2 separate regions of the Hordeum vulgare genome follow, and region 2 is linked to region 1. A link is a contact called in public Hi-C data. All regions are on one chromosome and are shown on one strand. The core of a region is the stretch at or near the end of the contact, and the rest is flanking DNA. Distances in the headings are between cores, read along the strand shown.

Region 1 (5,847 bases), core at 1,122-3,621:
CCCTAGGTCTCCCGGGCGAAAGCCTTAACTTTGTTGGGCGGCGGCGGCGCTCACGGCGCCGTTCCCTTTTTGAAGGCGCCGCTTTGGGAACCTTGGGGCTGGGTGGCGCTTGTGGGTGGTAGGCGACGGCAGTGGTGCGGCCCTATCCTAGCATGGATCTCCGTCCGTTGCTTGGAGATGGACTCGCGTAGGCGAAGGTCGTCGTTTGGCGTCATGATGGCGTCGATGGCGGAGGCACCTGCCAAGGCTGGTACCTCAATCTGATCTGAAGATGGACCAGTGGAAGATGGCGGCGACGATATGTGAGTGTGTCAGACCGGTTTGTGTCCCGGACCCGGTATGTGGCTCGGTCAGGGTCTCCGGCTTTAGATGTTAAGCTTAGGTGAGAGGTCTGGGTATTTGGTCCAGCTTGCACCCCTTCATCATATGGATAGGGGTAACGGCAAATGTTACCATGATGGCGGGTTCAGGCATATTGTTGTACTGTTTTGTAAGGTGTTCGAGAATAATCAATAAAATGGCCGCATGCATCTTCGAGATGCAGAGGCCGAGGGTCATCCTCCTTTTCTAAATATATATATATATATCATCGAGTAATTAATTATAGAGTTAGAATTAGAATTGCTTTCTGCATCAACCAATTGAGTTGGAGCTAGGTCTTCATGTCAGTGCAGATCTTTTTTTTCACTTTATTTTAGAATAGCATGCATTTTAATTTGTAGTAGTAGTATTATACTCCCTCCGTTCCTAAATATAAGTCTTTTAAGCGATTTCATTAAGGGTCTACATACGAAATAAAATGATTGAATCTATACTTTAAATTATGTCTATATATATCCGTATGTAGTTCATTAGTGAAATCTCTACAAAGACTTATATTTAGGAACGGAGGGAGTATATATACTTAGTTTGCGCAAGCCGGTGACCAGAGGAAATGAAAAGCAGAAAAAACCCTGACGCGATTCTCTCGATCGATTTGGCTGACCATGTCTTGAATTGATTGCACTCCCTACGGAGGAATAAAAATACCACTAGCACTATGTAATTCTAACCACGTGGAGATTGATAGATGAACGTGATGCATACATGCATGGTTTGTTTACCATTTCGAGCAGACAAGTATCGATGCTTAAAGATATATGTAGCCAGGGTCTTCTAATCATGTTCTGTTGGGATGGAGGAAAAGGTATAATCAAGTTGGTAATGACAAGTACATTAGTAGTTTGTTTATGGAAACCAACAGATCTAGCTAGCTATGCAGCCACACAGCAGATTGCTAGCTATAGACCCTACCTAGCTAGCTCAAACATTGGTCCGTGATCTTTGCGACGCTAATGGTTGAAGAGATATTAATTAACTACTACCTACGAGTTATGCCACATCAAGTCAGGTGGAGGTAACTTTTGTTTGAAGGGTTGGTACAAGCTATAGCTAGAAGAGCATATTTACGTCAAGAAAATATCAGATATCATATGGTTGGTGTGTCAAATACTCAAATACAGTAAGTAAGTAGAAATTGGTTGGGGTTGACGCTTTCACTCGTTGTCGCATAGTTAATGTGCTAAGATTGACGACTACACCCCAACAAACAGATGTGTTGGTTGGTTACTACCAATCTCTCTCTGTATGTATCTATCCAGTAAACATTATGAAACGTTTGGGGACCCCAAATATGTATATATGGACAGTTACGGTCGCCGCCAGCAGCTTGTAGTAGATGATGATAATTACTCCTTTAGTTTAATTAGTATCCCCTCTGTAAAGTAATATTTCATCCGTCCTAAAATAGATGTCTCAATTTTATATTAATCTTAATATAAAATTATAGTAAAAACGAGACATTTATTTTGAAAAGAAGAACGTCTTATATTAGTTTATAGTTGGTTGGTTTGTGTCATGCAGGATATAGCCATATCATATCCTTCTTGTCATGTCTCATGTGAGAGTAGGATACTAGGATATATCCTTATCCTGGTAGTTGAGCGGTGGATCTCATGAACTTCTCTCCGGCCACCTCACCGAGGACGAAAAGAAGAAGATAACAAGCTAATTACCATACCACGACCTTTTGAGAGTGGAGGTTGCAAAGCATTAATGCATGCATGCAAAGTTTTTTCTGACGAATAATAGTGTGCATGCAAAGTAAAGGTGAAAAGTGGATGTACATTTTGGAGGTAGGATTCCTTCCATGGGGAAGGAGCCATGGAATATTCAACCGAGAAACAAAGGAGAAGAGGGAAAAGAAGAAGAGAAAAAGGGGAGGGCAACAAAAGCAGAGCCCGCAGCCGCAAAGGCCATGGAAGCAGAGACCTCACACTCGAGAGCTCCTATTTGCCGCTCTTTGCGGCTCATGCAAGAGTCTTCTTACTGGGCCGGCCCTACAACCCATCGTAGAACCCTTTGTGTTGAGCAATTTTTATTGGTTTGGTTAGTTTACAGTTGTACGTTGGTTTTTCGGTCGGTTTTCTACAAATACATAGCATGGGACACGTTGCAACAAATATGAACACTATATTAACGTGAGAATAAGAAATGTCCAGAATTTAAATAATAATACATGGACAACTTGTTGCAATCAGCGACAAATATGAAATATTCTCATATCCGGCACAAATGGCGTGGAGAAGCCCCATTATACGGCCCGGCCATGGCAAACTCCAATAAATCTGCAGCATTTGTATAGAACAATAATAATAATTCTTTCTTGAAACATTTACAATTTTTTTTCAAGAAAACAAAACCAAAAATATAAAAATTTACGGCAAAGTTAGTCTCAATGTGAAAAATAAATGTTGCCGAAAATGGCAGGACATTCATGTACATATGTACTCCCTCAGTTCCTAAATATAAATCTTTTTAGAGATTCCACTAGTGGACTACATACCCATGTATATAGATATACTTTAAAATATAGATTCATTCATTTTGCTCAATATGTAGACCACTAGTGAAATCTCTTAAAATACTTATATTTAGGAACGGAGGGAGTATAAAATAAAATATGCACTCACTTATTACAAAAATATTCCTGTATATAAAATACAGTATGTTCATGTATTAAAAAACCATGGATTTTTAAAACTATTCATACATGTGTTAATATAAGTTCTTAAGCTATGAAAACACAGTTAAAATAAACTAAAAATTAGAATAAAAAAACAAAAAATGAAGGATAAAATATATAATAACCAAATTATTGGGTTGTGCATAGGATAAATAAATAGGAATTGCCCATATGACAAATTATTGGGTTGCGCAGAGCAGGAATATACATGAATCCCATATAAAACTATCCTCCGGTAACAACATTGATGTCAATCCCGAAATCACTAATTAGCGAGTACTCCTTTCAAAGATCACTCCCACCTCTTCACGTGACGACAAGTAGCGCACTGCATGCATGTCACTCGTTGCAACCTTGTAGTTTTCCTTTTTTTTGTAGATCCGTTTTTTCAAAATGTTTTATCTTCAAAACCATGCATCCAAATCTCGAACCGTTTTCATTTCTCACGTTGAGATCTTCAAAACTAAATCCCATGTTGATAGGTTTTGACGAACTTTTTTTATCAAGAAAACCGAATAAAAAACCATGCCTCCCATGGTAGAAATAAAACAGAAAACACGTATTTTCACATTTTTTTCCCTTTTCGAGAGACACGGGCGTGCCTCTTACAAAGGTTAAAACGTGCCTCTCACGAAGAAAAAAACGTGTTTTTTCCTTTCCGAGTGGCACGGACGTGCCACTCACAAAGGTAAAACCGTACCTCTCACGCAAAAAAAACGCATTTCTTTCATGGCTTTCGCGAAGGCAAAATCGTGCCTCTCGCCAAAAAAAAATTAGAAACTCATTTTGTTTTTGTTTTTGAGAGGCACAGCCATGCTTCTCGCGAAGGCAAAACAATGCCTTTCACGGAAAATTTCTTTTTCATGATTTGTTTTTATTTTTTTCGTCAAAAAATTAAGAAATATTGGTGAAAAATCGCAACACCAAAAAAAAACCAGTCTAAAAAGCTGAAAACGCATGTGAAAAAATTAAAAAAATTGAAGGAAGCGCTCAGAGCGCGAGATATGGCGGCGACCGAAAACGCGCCAAGTGGCGACGCGCAGAAGTGCTCGCTGGGAAGCTTCAGAAGGAGCGCTTGCTAACTAGTGGCTCCCGCTCAGCCCCAGCAAACAAAGAAAAAAAAACATTGGTGTCATGGGATGCTATATATCTTGAGCAGCAGGGCCGCTACTTCAAGCATGCTGCGTGTTAAGTGTTACGCTCGCTCAGCCGCCTGTAAATTATCAGCCCGGCTCTCGAGCGCACTTTTCTCTGACCTTTTTCTTTTATAATTATTTTGATTTATATCTTATAAATGGATTTTTTTTATTTTCTATAATGTTAACCACCTGTTTAAAAAAGTTCACCAGGTTTTAAAAAATGTTTGAAGAACCTTCATAAAATATTGATTATATTTGGAAGAGTATTTGTCACATTTAAAAAGATGTCCACGTTTCAAAATTATCTTCACGACATCTTAAGGAAGTATAAAACAATTTTTACATAACTTATAAAACTAATATTTCTTATCTTCAAGACAAATTATATTCAATGTAAAATAGTATTTGAACGATTGCTCAATGTTTAAAATATGTTTGTGGCAATTGTTCAACTTGTATCGAAGAAATGTTCCACTTTCGTACGAAAAAGTGCAATGTGGATTAAAAAACTTGGATATTTATAGGAAAAAGTAGAAATGAAAAACAAAAAAGGGGTCCTGAAGAAAACCTAAGACAATTGTAAAGAAAAATACATAATAAAGTTAAATAATTAAATATAGTAAAAAATCCAATGAGAATGTAAGAAAACACTTGAATGCCATAAATATTAAGTAATTAAAAACCTGATACAAGCCATAAAAAACACACATAAAGAAAAAAAATAAAAAAAGAAACCCATGGAAAACAAATGAAAACCGTAAAATAAAAAGCTTAAAAATAGAAAAGTAAGCCAGTGAAAGACGTAAAAAACATACTAAAAGTAAAAAAAAACAAATGAAAACCATAAAGAAAGCACAAAAATAAAAACTACTGAAAACAAAAGAGAAACATAAAGAAAACACAGGAAAGAAAGACAAAGAAACAAATATAATCCAAAGGGTACCTACAAAAACAATAAATAAAAATAGATTGAAAGAAACCAATAAGTACGGGACCAATGAATTCAATAATTAATAAACAACAATAAGAAATAAAAATAAATCACAACATACAACGAGTACAACGACCGCACGAATACACCAACGAGTATAACGACCGCACGGATCCGATAGACGAGAGGAGCTACCCGTGAGCGAACGCGTCCACGGATTCATTGTCGCCCATCATCAAAGTCTCATAGTTCATTTAGAGAGTTTGGAGATTGGCTTGCTTGACGCGGGTGTGTCCCTTGAACATGAGCTTCAAGGTATCCCACACGTCCTTCGTCGTTTCTTTGGCAATCACGTGTTGGAGGACATCCATCGACATCACCGAATAAATCACCGACGCCACCTGCCGATTCTTTCGATGCTCAGCTCCCTCCTTCTTGAAAGCGTCGCCTCCTGGATCGACTGCGTCCCACAACACGTTTGCGCGGAGACCACACTCCATCAGGGCCTTCCAGACCCCAAAGTTCTCGCGATCAAATCGTGGGTACTACGAACTCGCTGGAGCAATAAATAGTTTAGCTGCACCGGTGTACTCCGCCAGCTGCTTGTCCTTCTCGTCGTCCGTCATGATCTTCCGTTACTAGAAGATCAACCTTGCTCTAGATACCAATTATTGGCCCAGACCGTGTCGCGGAGTACTTTCCCACGACACGCG
Region 2 (5,847 bases), core at 2,477-4,976, 63 kb after region 1:
CTCGGCAATGACGAACATGGAGGACGAACGCGAGGCTTCGGTCCTTCTTACCCGTTGTGGCTTGGGTTTGCTAGAGACCAAGACACTTACAGAAGCCGAGAGAGAGCAAAGAAGCGGCAGCAGGATGAGGAGAATGACAAGTTCAACCAGTTGCTTGCTAGGATTAACGAGCAACAGAAGAAGATTGATGAGCTTAGAGGAGTAGCGCGTCAGGAAGATCCTGCATTTGATATTACCGACGCCCCATCTAAGCGGAAAAGCAGCGTGGCTGAATCTGAGGCCCCGCCCGACGATGCACGAAGAATGATAGAGGGCGGTCCCGGCTACCCCGTGGATGGAATCAAGGAGTCAACATCATGTGAACTCCATCAGAAATTCAAGAACATATCCATGAAGGTGGCCGTAGGACAAGCTTTACCTTCTGGCCCTGATGCACGCTGGCATGGCTGTGAGATTCCAACTGGCTTTGCTAAAGTCGGGGTGGATGAAATCATGGCGGGGTTTCATGATACGGAGCTCGACATAGCTGGACCCGAAGATGAGAGGACACTCGGAGAAGTACTGGGTGGAGTCATCCTATGGGACAAGAACTACATCAAGCTTCCAGGCTCGGCCCCAAGGACAACACCGCCTCCGAGTCGTCGCAGGTCACCTACACCTCCATTACCTCCGAGCCCTCCACATGACGTCGGCCAGCACAACACGAGTCCATCTCGATCACGCCGCCGGACTTGGGTCGTCCGTCTCCGCCGCCGCCCGCTCCGGATACTAAGCAGAAGCATGCCAGCAAGAACGCTCCGCCGACGATTTCTAAGCGACGGAGCCCCCCAAAGCGCAAACGGTCGCCCCTCCCAAAGGTACCTCATGCTAATATTCCTATCAGACCTTATGATCGTACCCCCGAGGAAAACGCCAGGATAGCAAAGGAACATCATGATGCGCAGATGAAAAAGAAGGAACCCGAGCCCCGCCTGGAATACACCGAGAAGCAAATAGCATTTGCAAAATACTTCACGACCCTTCCATCACAGTATGACTTACACCATAAGCCTGATGACTATACACGCACATTGCAGAAGGAAGTGAAAAAGAGCAGATCACGTGCAAGTGCAAGTGGGAACAAATCAACTTCAACTACAAGCAAGAAAAAATCAGACGTTCCTCAGCTTGGACAACAGGCCAAACAGTCGATCCCGCCCGTGAGGGTGTTAACCGAGAATGTCCCCCCTCCGGTGCAGGGGCAAGATTTCGAATTAGCAAAGAAGTGGGCGGCTGAATGGGGTATCCCGGTTGAAGACATTCTGTCTTCCCAAGACGACAGGTTACCCACGGCTGTGGTAGCCCCTAAGCCACAGTTTGTCATGGGAGCGCCTTTGGTCAGCAAAGATGATCTCCCAACAAATATGCGTTACTTGCATACATGGTACTTAAGTGAATCAAAGAATGGGAGAACGATGATCGTGGTGAGTGTCCCACGGGAGTACTACGGCCGCCCCGAAGAAATCCATATCGACTTTGATGAACTCTTCCAGATGTACAATGGCGACGCCCTCGACAAATCGCTTATGAGTTGCTATTGTCTGTAAGTTTTTCAATTCTTTATCTACATATAACTTGTTTAGTTATTTCAATTCATTGTCTATATATAACTTGTACTCTATTATGCAGAATGAAGATTCTCGATTGTAAAAGTAGGAACATCCTAAATATTGGGTTTATTGACCCAGATAAAATACATATAGCGACGCTAACTGATAAACCCAAGGAGACGGAGGAAAACCTTCTAAGGTTTCTAACAGATCAAAATTTCTGTGACTACATACTGTTTCCATACAACTTCAGGTGAGGGTCTTTACTCTGTTGTGTCCATTCACTTATAAGTGTAATTGATTAGTTACTGACACACACACACACACACACACACACACACACACACACACACACACATATATATATATATATATACATGTGCAGCTTCCATTGGATTCTGTTGGACATTCAAATTGATAAGGGAAAAGTTGATGCCTTCGACCCATTATCGAGACCCTTGGAACAGTTCCAAAGCCTGCAGGACATGCTCCAAGGGTAATTTCAATCATTCTTGCGCTCTATCGGTCTCTTTCGATGATTTTCTGATATATCAATTAATGAAAAACTTAGCAAATCATTATCCTTGTCGGGTAGGGTTTGGAAGCGGTTCAAGTGCGTGACTTCCGGTATCGAGCCTGAGAAGCTGACCTTTAGAGTGGCTCAGGTAAGTAGTAGTATGATATACTTCTATTTTCAATACATTTATGATGCTAGATTATTATTTTGATTATATATATATCATATTCTCGTAAAGTGCGACCAACAGCCACGGGGAACGTATCTATGCGGATACTATGTTTGCGAGACCATTCGCACGTTTACCTCTGAGCACAAGGATCACAGATTTGACGTAAGCAATGAACATTCACACCTCTATTTTTACTCGTCATTCTTTGTTATCATGATTGATATTCATATTCATCTCCTCTTCTTATATAGTACACGGCCATGAGGACGAAGGTCCTACCAGAGCAACGCGCGATTGCTGTTGCAGAGGAGCTTGCGACCTTTCTGAGGACGGAAGCTATAGATGACAAAGGACGATTTAGTGTAGCTAGGGGCCATTACTGATGTTTGTCCATGTAATCGAATAGACGGGCTCTAGTCCCGATAATTCAGATCTCCATATAATTGTATATATATGCTCGCTTGTAAGATAAGTTAATCTTATATATATATGCATAATTATTTCTATTTAAATTATATGAAAACTAATTTCCAACACCAAACGAGGCATCACGTTAATCCCCCGAACACCTAAACTCTAAAACCCAAAAATAATTTCATAAAAAAAAAACCCAAAAATAAACAAAATCTGAAACTCTTTAGTCCCGGTCCGTGTAACGAACCGGGACTAAAGGTCCTGCCCCTGCGGCGCTACGAGGGGCCCACGTGGAGCACCTTTAGTCCCGGCTTGGACAGGGCCGGGACTAAAGGTTAGGCCTTTAGTCCCGGTTGGTGAACCGGGACTAAAGCCCCTTTCGGGCCTGGGCTAAAGGCCCCGTCCGCACTAGTGTTGATAAGGTGACATGTGTGAAGAGTTAAGATGTCTGTATGTCCGAGAGAATATAAATAGCATTTTTCATGTTAAAAGAAATAATTAGTGAAATGATGATGTGACATATGTGATGAGGTGACATGTGTGATATTGAAAGAATAGAAATAGTGAGGATCGATTATTTAGATATATAGGATACTCCTACCGACTACCTAAAATGCTGCTGCCAGCGCTTTATTAACTCTGTCCGAGCACTTGACTCCGTTGGCGTTTGGCTACTGCTCCCTCTGTTTCTAAATACAAGTTTTTTAAAGATTTTATTAAAAGACTACATACGGGTATATATGGACATATTTCAAAATATAAATTTACTTATTTTAATTGGTATGTAGGCTTCTAGTAAAAAATTTAAAAATAATTATATTTAACGACGAAGGGAGTAGTAATTTTATGCATGCATGCATTATTCCTGGATGCAGAATAAAGGCCAAGAAGCAGCCTGCCACCGACGCCTACTATACTGCCGCCCCTTATTCCGGTGCCGCGAGACGATGCGCCATCGTTGGAGACGAGTGATCGACCGCGCGTGCGCTGGTAGCTGGCTGTAGCCCTCACCCCTGGCCTGCCGTACGTGGATTTACGCTGCACCAGTCGATTGGATGCCATGGGCCATGGTTCCGGAGGGTTCCTATGACCTAAGTACGTGTTAGAGGGAGAGCTAAGCTCCAATCGGCCTCACAAGGGCATATTCCCAGTACCACACACGTTGCTCCTGTGAGATTCACATAAGATTCAGATGTGCTCAGCCGCTTGATTACTTCGCAAACAGTAAAGTCGTTGGGTTTCACGCGAGGGCACAACAAGTTTTTAAGTTTTAGTTTATGAAATTTATGATTTTGCTGTTTGCTCGTACTACCAAGCTTCAGCTGTTAAAACTTATTAACGAAGTTTCAGATACTAGTCAAGACATATTTGAAACGGATCTTATTTGAAAGACCTCGACACAAGAAACTCGAATATAGAAATGAAACTTAATTTGAACTTTTGCTTGAAACGTATAGAGAAAAAAAAATCGGGAGCCAAGAAAAGAGGGATCGGTGCCCCTGCATCTACGTGACATAGACCCCCTCCCGATAGAAAGGGGACAAAGCCAAGAAGAGCTTTTTTTTTAAGATGCAAAGAAAGAAGGATTTTTGGTACAACAACAATTACTGAGCGGTGCATACCGGGGTCGGAGTAGAGTGTTCACTGGCTCGAGTGTATAAGAAATCTTGAGTGATATGCCATATACATTCGAGTATACAAACTTTTTTCTCGTTGGTTTCCGAGTATACACACTCATAAGGGGTGCCCTACGTCGGAGATTCTATAGTTATACTCAAAGTAAGATATAATTCCGGGATCCCTAAAGTTTGGTACAAACTTACCAGACTTCATGAATCAATAATTGGTGATGCCCCGCCAATCGATAAGGTTACCCGTAACCTAGATCAGTAGATTGACAAACACATTGTAGATTGGAAGAGAAAACGGCCCGGGCCCCAACCCGCGAAAATCATTGGGTTGGGGCTTTAATTAGCGTTGTCCATTTGGACCCACGAGTGGAAAATTTTCCCTTGCCAATTCTGCTAGAGATGCACACACACAGACGACAAAAGCTAGCGATCACGCACCAGAAATTCTTAAAGCGATGCAGGTCTGTGGTCACCTATCCTCTCCTATCCCTCTGGATGGGGCGCCAAAGATGGCCAGACGGTAGTACGTGGTTGTACGTGGTCCTAGCTTTGTCATGCTCGCGCACGTCCTAGTGCTCAATTGTCCTGTCCACAACACCTTCTCAAATCTCGAATCTCAAATCTCAAGAGCGACAGAGCACGTTGGATCATCTGTTGTTTGACAATATATAGGTACTTACGCCTAGAGCAGAGAGTAAAATTTTACTTTTTCTCCTCTCATCGCCACCTAATTGATCTCTTAAACAATTTAGAGGAGTAAAAAATAGGGTGTGTCTAGGATCTAGATGTGCCTTAGTTATTGCACATCTAAGTGACTCAATCAAGTATATAAAGTAAAAGAAAAGTAAAAAAGAAAAATATCCACACAAATCTTCGTGTAAGATCAATGACTTTGAACTTATATGTGTGATAGTTATGGCACATTTAGATGTGCTTTAGTAAAACTGTAAAAAAAACTAACCTTCACGGCCGCCCCGGCTCTTATATTTACTCGGCCGTCCACTCATCATCAAGTAAAAAGTCTTCCCCTCCACCCTCAGCCGGACCCACCCACCCGTGTGTCTCATCCACTCTGACGCCGCCCTACTTACCTCTATCGGACACCATGCGCCACGGGTGACCACTTGCAACACTCTTTGCGTTCATCCGCCACCTTGACTCAGCTGATTTCTCGTCGTCGGCGACTACAAATTGGTGCAACAATGATCGTCGTCGCCGGATTCAACCCACTTACTCGTCGAAGCCATGGTGTTTTGAAGAGTTTTTACGGGAGCGAACCAGGCAGCCAACTCGACCACTAACACCCCCCCTCCCCCGCGTGCACCTCTCGATATGTCCTCCTCCACTCACCACTCGCATCTCACCTGTTCACCGGCCGCCGACACATCCATGTCTGCCCGTCGTCCGGGCTCAACCCTTGTCCATCAGATCGCACACCTCTCGATTGCTAGAGATATTTTCCTCTATCAATGTTTTTACTCTGTTCAGTTGGAATATCAGTTAGAAACAGTCATTCATAGAGGT

What was found. Hi-C and Micro-C count contacts between places; a contact is called where the count stands out from the background.
Region 2: a Hi-C map of seedling shows a contact between it and region 1, with 2.7 times the contacts expected there. The contact joins two enhancer-like sites. A contact is called at or near these places in 2 of 6 Hi-C or Micro-C datasets (leaf and seedling).

What each region holds. Positions count from the first base shown.
Region 1 is chr4H:602,554,125-602,559,971 of MorexV3_pseudomolecules_assembly, forward strand. No RefSeq gene overlaps it. Among protein-coding and RNA genes, the nearest start is that of LOC123449974, 14 kb to the left of the region's middle. Within about 2 kb of position 2,372, at least 3 of the 3 cell types and tissues checked have open chromatin away from gene starts, as enhancers often do. A contact at or near this core is called in leaf and seedling, where this site is marked.
Region 2 is chr4H:602,616,050-602,621,896 of MorexV3_pseudomolecules_assembly, forward strand. No RefSeq gene overlaps it. Among protein-coding and RNA genes, the nearest start is that of LOC123447512, 15 kb to the left of the region's middle. Within about 2 kb of position 3,727, at least 3 of the 3 cell types and tissues checked have open chromatin away from gene starts, as enhancers often do. A contact at or near this core is called in leaf and seedling, where this site is marked.